2 separate regions of the Cricetulus griseus genome follow, and region 1 is linked to region 2. The links are chromatin contacts, called in public Micro-C maps. All regions are on one chromosome and are shown on one strand. Each heading gives the region's core, a stretch centred on a gene start, on an enhancer-like site or on the middle of the called end of the contact. The rest is flanking DNA. Distances are from core to core; before and after follow the strand shown.

Region 1 (2,909 bases), core at 62-2,561, 97 kb after region 2:
ACTATGATATTTACTGCCCCTAGATGCTGTGCTAGATACTGGCCTTGAGTTCTCTAATGCAATCTGCCTTAATGTGATACTTCCTTTCCTACTCTTCTCAGAAACAAAATAGAACATTTACAGAATAAGGTCCATGCTGCTATAATGAGGCAATTCTAGTGACTCCATCTTTCCAAAACACTCTTTGTTGTCAACTTATTGAGATGTCAGGAGATGGTAATGACTTACTACCCAAGGCTTCAGTGAGTCACAGATACATCTATCTGAAAAAGCAAGACTATCACTTTGTCAAAATATTCTTCTGCAATGCATAATATTCAATAAACAAAGGGAAAAAACTCCTGTAGAGCATAGTGGTACAGGGAGGCAGAGGCAGGTGAATCTGTGAGTTTGAGGCCAGCATGTTCCAGGGCAGCCAGAACTATATAGTGAGGCCCTGTCTTGAGATAAAACAAACTAACTCCCTCATAACTTGTGTACCCAGATAATACAACTCTCACTTACACCTCTTCGGTCTGCCTTTCTGAGCCCAAGCTGCCACTTACCACCACTAGCTTCTTCTTTTGCATCTGTTTGTTCCTTGTATCACAACTTTTACACAGACACACTCACATCTGTAAGGAACACTTAACTAGGCCCGTTGAGAGAAACGACTTAGCCTTTCAAAAACACCTCCAAACAAAAACTCCATCACTTTCCTTCCTCATTCTTGAGTTTCCAAACATGCCATGTACTGACTTTGTTCTTTTTCTTCCTCAGACACTATGCTAATTAGCATATACTGTTCTGTCTTTGAGTAAAATTTCTCCTCAGAACTTCATTTCTCTAAGGTCCTGTCTCAGACCAGCATAACCTGCCTTCATCACTTCGGATTCATCCATGAAATAACGGGGATCCCCCAAGTTTGAGTTTTACAGGTCTAAATCCTTAGCATCCTCAAATCTGTTGACTTTCCTGCCACAGCCAGAGTAACACCACAGAAAGAAGCAGGGCCCTGGAACAGGAATGACTCTTTACTCAAGGTCTGATGCTCCCCCTAGTGGTACAGAACTATGGCATCTAGAAGGAAACAGAAAGATTCTGTGAGGCCAATCAAATCTGAGGCCTTGTTTGTCAGAGACAAATGGTCAAATGTGGTAAGAGCCAATGAGGCCTGAAATTTAGAGGTTCACCCAGAGGCTTGATCCCTGCACTGGATTTTCCTGATGAAAGTTGCCCCAAATCTCCAAGCCAGTGGCCATCACTGCCATTCTTAGGAGATGACATCTCTTTACTCATTGCTACCAAGGAAAACCACATGCCAATTTCAATGCAGTGACTGTACTGTTACCAATATCCTAGAGAATTCAACAAATAAAACCAGAGTATTCATTCAACTATACACTCGTCTTCAGGACAGGTATGTAACTGAGTCAGCAAAGTATGTATGAAGACCTGAGCTTGATCTCCAGTACATATACATATACATATACATATACATACATGCATACATACACATATATGTCTGGTAGGATGGCCCACATAATCTCAGCACTGGGAGGCAGAGATAGAACTTTGGGACTTCCTTGATAGCCAGGCTAGCCTACTAGATGAGTTATAGGCCACTAAGAGACCCTGTACAAAATACAAAGTAGATGGTGACTCTGTAATGACACTTCAGGTTGGCTTCTACACATGAACACAGAAGTCTCTCTCTCTCTCTCTCTCTCTCTCTCTCTCTCTCTCTCTCTCTCTCTCTCTCACACACACACACACACACACACACACACTCTCTCTCTCTCTCTCTCTCACACACACACACTCACACTCACACACACACTCTCTCTCTCTCTCTCTCTCTCTCTCTCTCTCTCTCTCTCACACACACACACACACACACACACACACACACACGAGCACCTGTCATGGTGGAGGTACTACAGGGTCTCAATCATCCCAGCCTGCAAACAGAGAATGGATAAAATCATGAAAATGCAGGACAGAGCCAGGAAGGTATTCCCAGAAGATGAGGTAACTGAACTGATTTTGTGAGGTCAGGAAAAGTTAGTGAGGTAAAGACAAAGAGTGTTATCTTAAACTCAACAATATATGTTCAACAGATTCCTCTACAGGAGGAAGTCATTTTAAAAAAGCAACAAGTCACACAAGACAAGACAAAATGCAACTTTCTTTAATTCTCTTTCTTTTGGAAGGGAGTACACTGATATGTTAAATTGTAAGTGTAAGCATATTAATGACTCAGGCACCTCATTCACCAGGGTGGAATGTACAGGACTATTGAGCACATTGGTGGATTGAAAGTAATGTCACCAACTTCGCTGTAGGTCACAGTGTTTAACCATCTTTGCCCTCTGCAATGCTAAAAGCTCCATGTTCACTGCTGAGGGCAGACTCTTCATGGGTAACTGTTGGAGCAATGGCTGTGAGGCAGCTCTCACCACCGTCTCACTGCCACACAGCGTATCCTTGACAGGCACAGTGTCACTTTCTCAGTGCTGTGATACTGTACCCGGTAAAGTAACTGAGGAAGGAAGGGCGTGCTCAGGCTCACAATTTAATGCACAGACCGTTCTGATGGTCAGAGAAGCAGGGGGTGAAGCCGCTGGTCATGATGCATCCTCAGCCAGCAAACAAGGAGCAATTGGTGTTTGTGCTCAGGGAACGGTGCTACCCACTTTCAAGATGGATTCTCCCACCTCAACTAACCTGATCAAAAGATTCCCTTGAAGACATGTCCATAGGCTAAATATTGTCTGCCAGATGTGCCTGGAGGTTTGTATCACAGGTGATTCTAGAACCTGGTAAGCTGACACTAACCATCCCACACACCATTAGGCCCATTAAGAAGTTATGTTAAACACAGTATGAAGTCACACCTCTCTGTAACTCTGTCACAATCTGGACCAGGT
Region 2 (3,127 bases), core at 37-2,536:
AAGAAAACTATACAGAGATCCGTGAAGTGAAGAATTTTCTCTGACCTCTGTTGGAAAAGTTTCCCAAACAGATTCTTCATAATGCTGGTAACTGATTATTCCAAATCAAATAATTTCCTCTGTACTTAATTATATAACTATACCAGACCTTGAATAAGCCCAATCGGTTCAGGTGTTTACAACAAATAAATGTGTGATGACAATTTTAAATGCAAGATGATTAATCGCTCTAAAAAAGATTAACTCTTTACTCGTGATGATGGGGTGTAAAAAAAAAAAAGAGCCAGAGTAAAGGGGGAGTTTTATGGAATAATGATTTACAGGCACGGCAAGACTGCTGCAATCTAGAACTCGCACCAGCTACGATTACCTGCATTTGATCTGCACAGGACTGAACCTGGCAATATCTTGTAATGAAAAGGGGAGGAGCTCACGGTTGGTGCGGGAGGACGAAACACTTTCTTGGGTGGCGTGGCCACTTGAAAGCCATGAGCTGGTAAGTGACGGTTCGACTTCAGATCCAGTCCAGAAACCCCATTCCGGCCTATTTTCAAGCAAACTCAGACTTCTTCCCCAGGCCCATGATCTATTTTCTGCTCGCTGTCACCTCCCTACCGACAGCAGAAGTATGCCGAATTGACAATGACTGACTAGAGAAGAGGGAGCCCCCCCTGTGATAACAGCAAGGGCGCAGAGTGCATTGCGTGGCAAACGGGTGCAGAGGGAGACGTGGGTGCCTGACTCCTATCGCTACCATCTCTCTCAAAAGAGCAGCCAAGGCGCCACTGCAGACCTCTGGGTCCCCGCAGCTCGGCGGGTCCGCGCAGAGCCAGGGGCAGCGGGCAGGGGCGGGAGGTCTGGTTCCCACCCACCCACCGCGCCATCGCCGCCCACCTCGCAGTGCAAGAGCTCCGTGTCGGGTTCCTTCCCCGCCGCGATGCGGCAGAACACGCAGGCGCTGTCGTAGTCCCCGGGCTCCGAGGTCCCGGGCGAGGACGCCGCAGGTCCCGCTTTGGGGGCTGCCACACTGTCAGGAGGAGCCCGGTCCCCAGCTAGGTCCGCTTGCTTCTCAGCCATGGCGGCCGAGAGGCACGTCAAGCCCAGCCCAGCTGAGGAGGGCCCGCCGCGCCCGCGCGCGCGCGCGACTGCCGGCCCAGGAGTCGCCGCCCCTGCCTGGCCTTCCTAGCGACAGCAAGCTGGCGCTCGGGCAGCGCCACACTCCGGGAGAGGGAGCCGAGCGACGGCGCGCGGCCTCGGACCCGGCCTCCATTAGAGGGCGAGCGAGGACGTCTCCAGGACCCGCCCCTCCCCCGCGCGGCGCGCCGATGATGACGCGCTGCCGCGCCGATGATGACGTGCTTGCTCAGCCGCGGGAGCCCGCTACCCCAACGCCTTGTTCCGCGCTCGCTGCCTGAGGTGCTTGGGAGTTGCCAATGACCTTGGTCTAAAGTGCAAGGGCGTTGTTCACCGCTTCTCTGCAGTGGCGCTGCCATCACGAAAAGAAACAGTACAAAAGAAAAGTTTGGTTTTTTTAAGGCTTTAAAAGGACGAGCAAAGTCAATGTCCCGTGTTTGCCGTGTACTTGTTCGGCCACAGTAATTTCAGGGTCTGAAACTAAAAAAGGCCAAACTGAACTTCACACCTGTTTATTTTTTGTCGTGGACGGTACAGTGTAAACCCAAACAAGGATCTTTCCCATCGCATATATGTCACGTACAAAGAAAAGACAGTACTTCAGGAGTTCCCCGCTAGCTCTTGGGCTTGTATGATTTGGTTGGTTCATTGCAAGAATGTTCTCTTCCTCCCCTAGGATTTAGAAGTGGGGAGAATTTGGTAACAATTATGCCCGCTGAGAAAGTACCTTAGGTGTGATTTGACCTCAGCTTTTACAATACATAGCTGAACACCAAATATGCACTGTTTCTTTAATTGTGAAGCTGCCCAAGAATGATTTTTTTTTTTACTTACAGCTCTACAGAAAGAAATAGATTCAGAGTTTTTTTCCTGTCACATAAATGATGACACAGTTCAACATTTATGGATTCTAGAATCCATAGAAATTTTTTGTTATTGTTATACACTTTTGTTTTGAGATGAGGTCTGGATGAGTAGCCAAGGCTGGCCTTACCTGGGAGTCTTCCTGCCTCAGCCTCATAGTACTGTGCTGGCCACGCTTCTCTTTTGAGGCTGAAATTTTACATGGAATCTTATTATAATAGTTGTGACACTGGTGCCTGTTGATTTAATAACAACAATAATAGTTACTTAGTGTGATATTGCATTCTGTAATGATGTTAGGTGAATTAGGCAGTTGTCCAAAACAGTAACATATGTTAGGTAAAAGTACATACACGTTCAAGACACGTTTCATTCACTTTGTAGTTAGCCACCTGGGTGGAGAATCACTATAGTAGCTTCACAGATCCTCAGAAGGGGAGATAGAATTCAGAATCAGAAAATTAGACCTTGCCAAACTTAAGTATTATTATTTTCCTTTTGTGTTTTATGCCTGTATGTATTATACATAATATATTATACCTATATTATTATATATTTTATGTATAAGTACACAAATATGTTCTTATTTGTATATGTACTTGGGTACTTGTGCTGCCTCTTGGACCGTGGGAAGGAGGTAATGTACAGATCTTTTTGTGGCTGTAAAAGCCTTTTCAGCACGGCTTTCTTGACATTTAAAGCCATTGAGTTGACCTTGGCTTTGAGAAGGGAAGGAGCTTCATTCTTCACTCTTGGTGCTCTCATAGTGTAAAGGTAGAAGTACACATTCTGAAACTGTCTGATGAACAAAAGCAAGTCTTTCAGATTCCAGAGGGAAAAATGCTTTTGAGTGATGAGAGATGCACATTCACAGATAGAAGTCCTTTTTAGTAAATGCTGAAAGGAACAGAGATCAGGAGTCTCATATCAGGGCTTGGTTGCAACAACCACCAGAGTCTGAGATTTTGTATTAGGCATTTAGAGACCTGTCTGCAATCTTGGGGATTTTCTTGGGGTAGAGGTTTGCGCACAGTGGTTATAGGGCAAAAGATTTTTAGTTCTCAGTTCCTTACCAAAGTGTTTCTTCCTCACTAAGGTCAATGCTAACACCTTGCAACCTCCACCTAAC

What was found. A called contact is a pair of places that touch in the nucleus more often than the background predicts.
Region 1: a Micro-C map of the CHO-K1 cell line shows a contact between it and region 2, with 5 times the contacts expected there. The contact joins the enhancer-like site here to the promoter of LOC100774416 in region 2. A contact is called at or near these places in 6 of 8 Hi-C or Micro-C datasets (the CHK-Q cell line, the CHL-YN cell line, the CHO-K1 cell line and 2 more).

The regions. Positions count from the first base shown.
Region 1 is chr2:249,024,375-249,027,283 of CriGri-PICRH-1.0, forward strand. All of the region lies in intron 3 of Ncoa7 (nuclear receptor coactivator 7), which reads right to left. Among named protein-coding and RNA genes, the nearest start is that of Ncoa7, 69 kb to the right of the region's middle. Within about 2 kb of position 1,312, at least 2 of the 6 cell types and tissues checked have open chromatin away from gene starts, as enhancers often do. A contact at or near this core is called in the CHO-K1 cell line and fibroblasts, where this site is marked.
Region 2 is chr2:248,927,864-248,930,990 of CriGri-PICRH-1.0, forward strand. It overlaps LOC100774416 (tRNA (guanine(10)-N2)-methyltransferase homolog), which reads right to left and starts at 1,287. Exons shown (of 16, transcript XM_027398419.2): 1 at 895-1,287. The coding sequence starts at 1,077.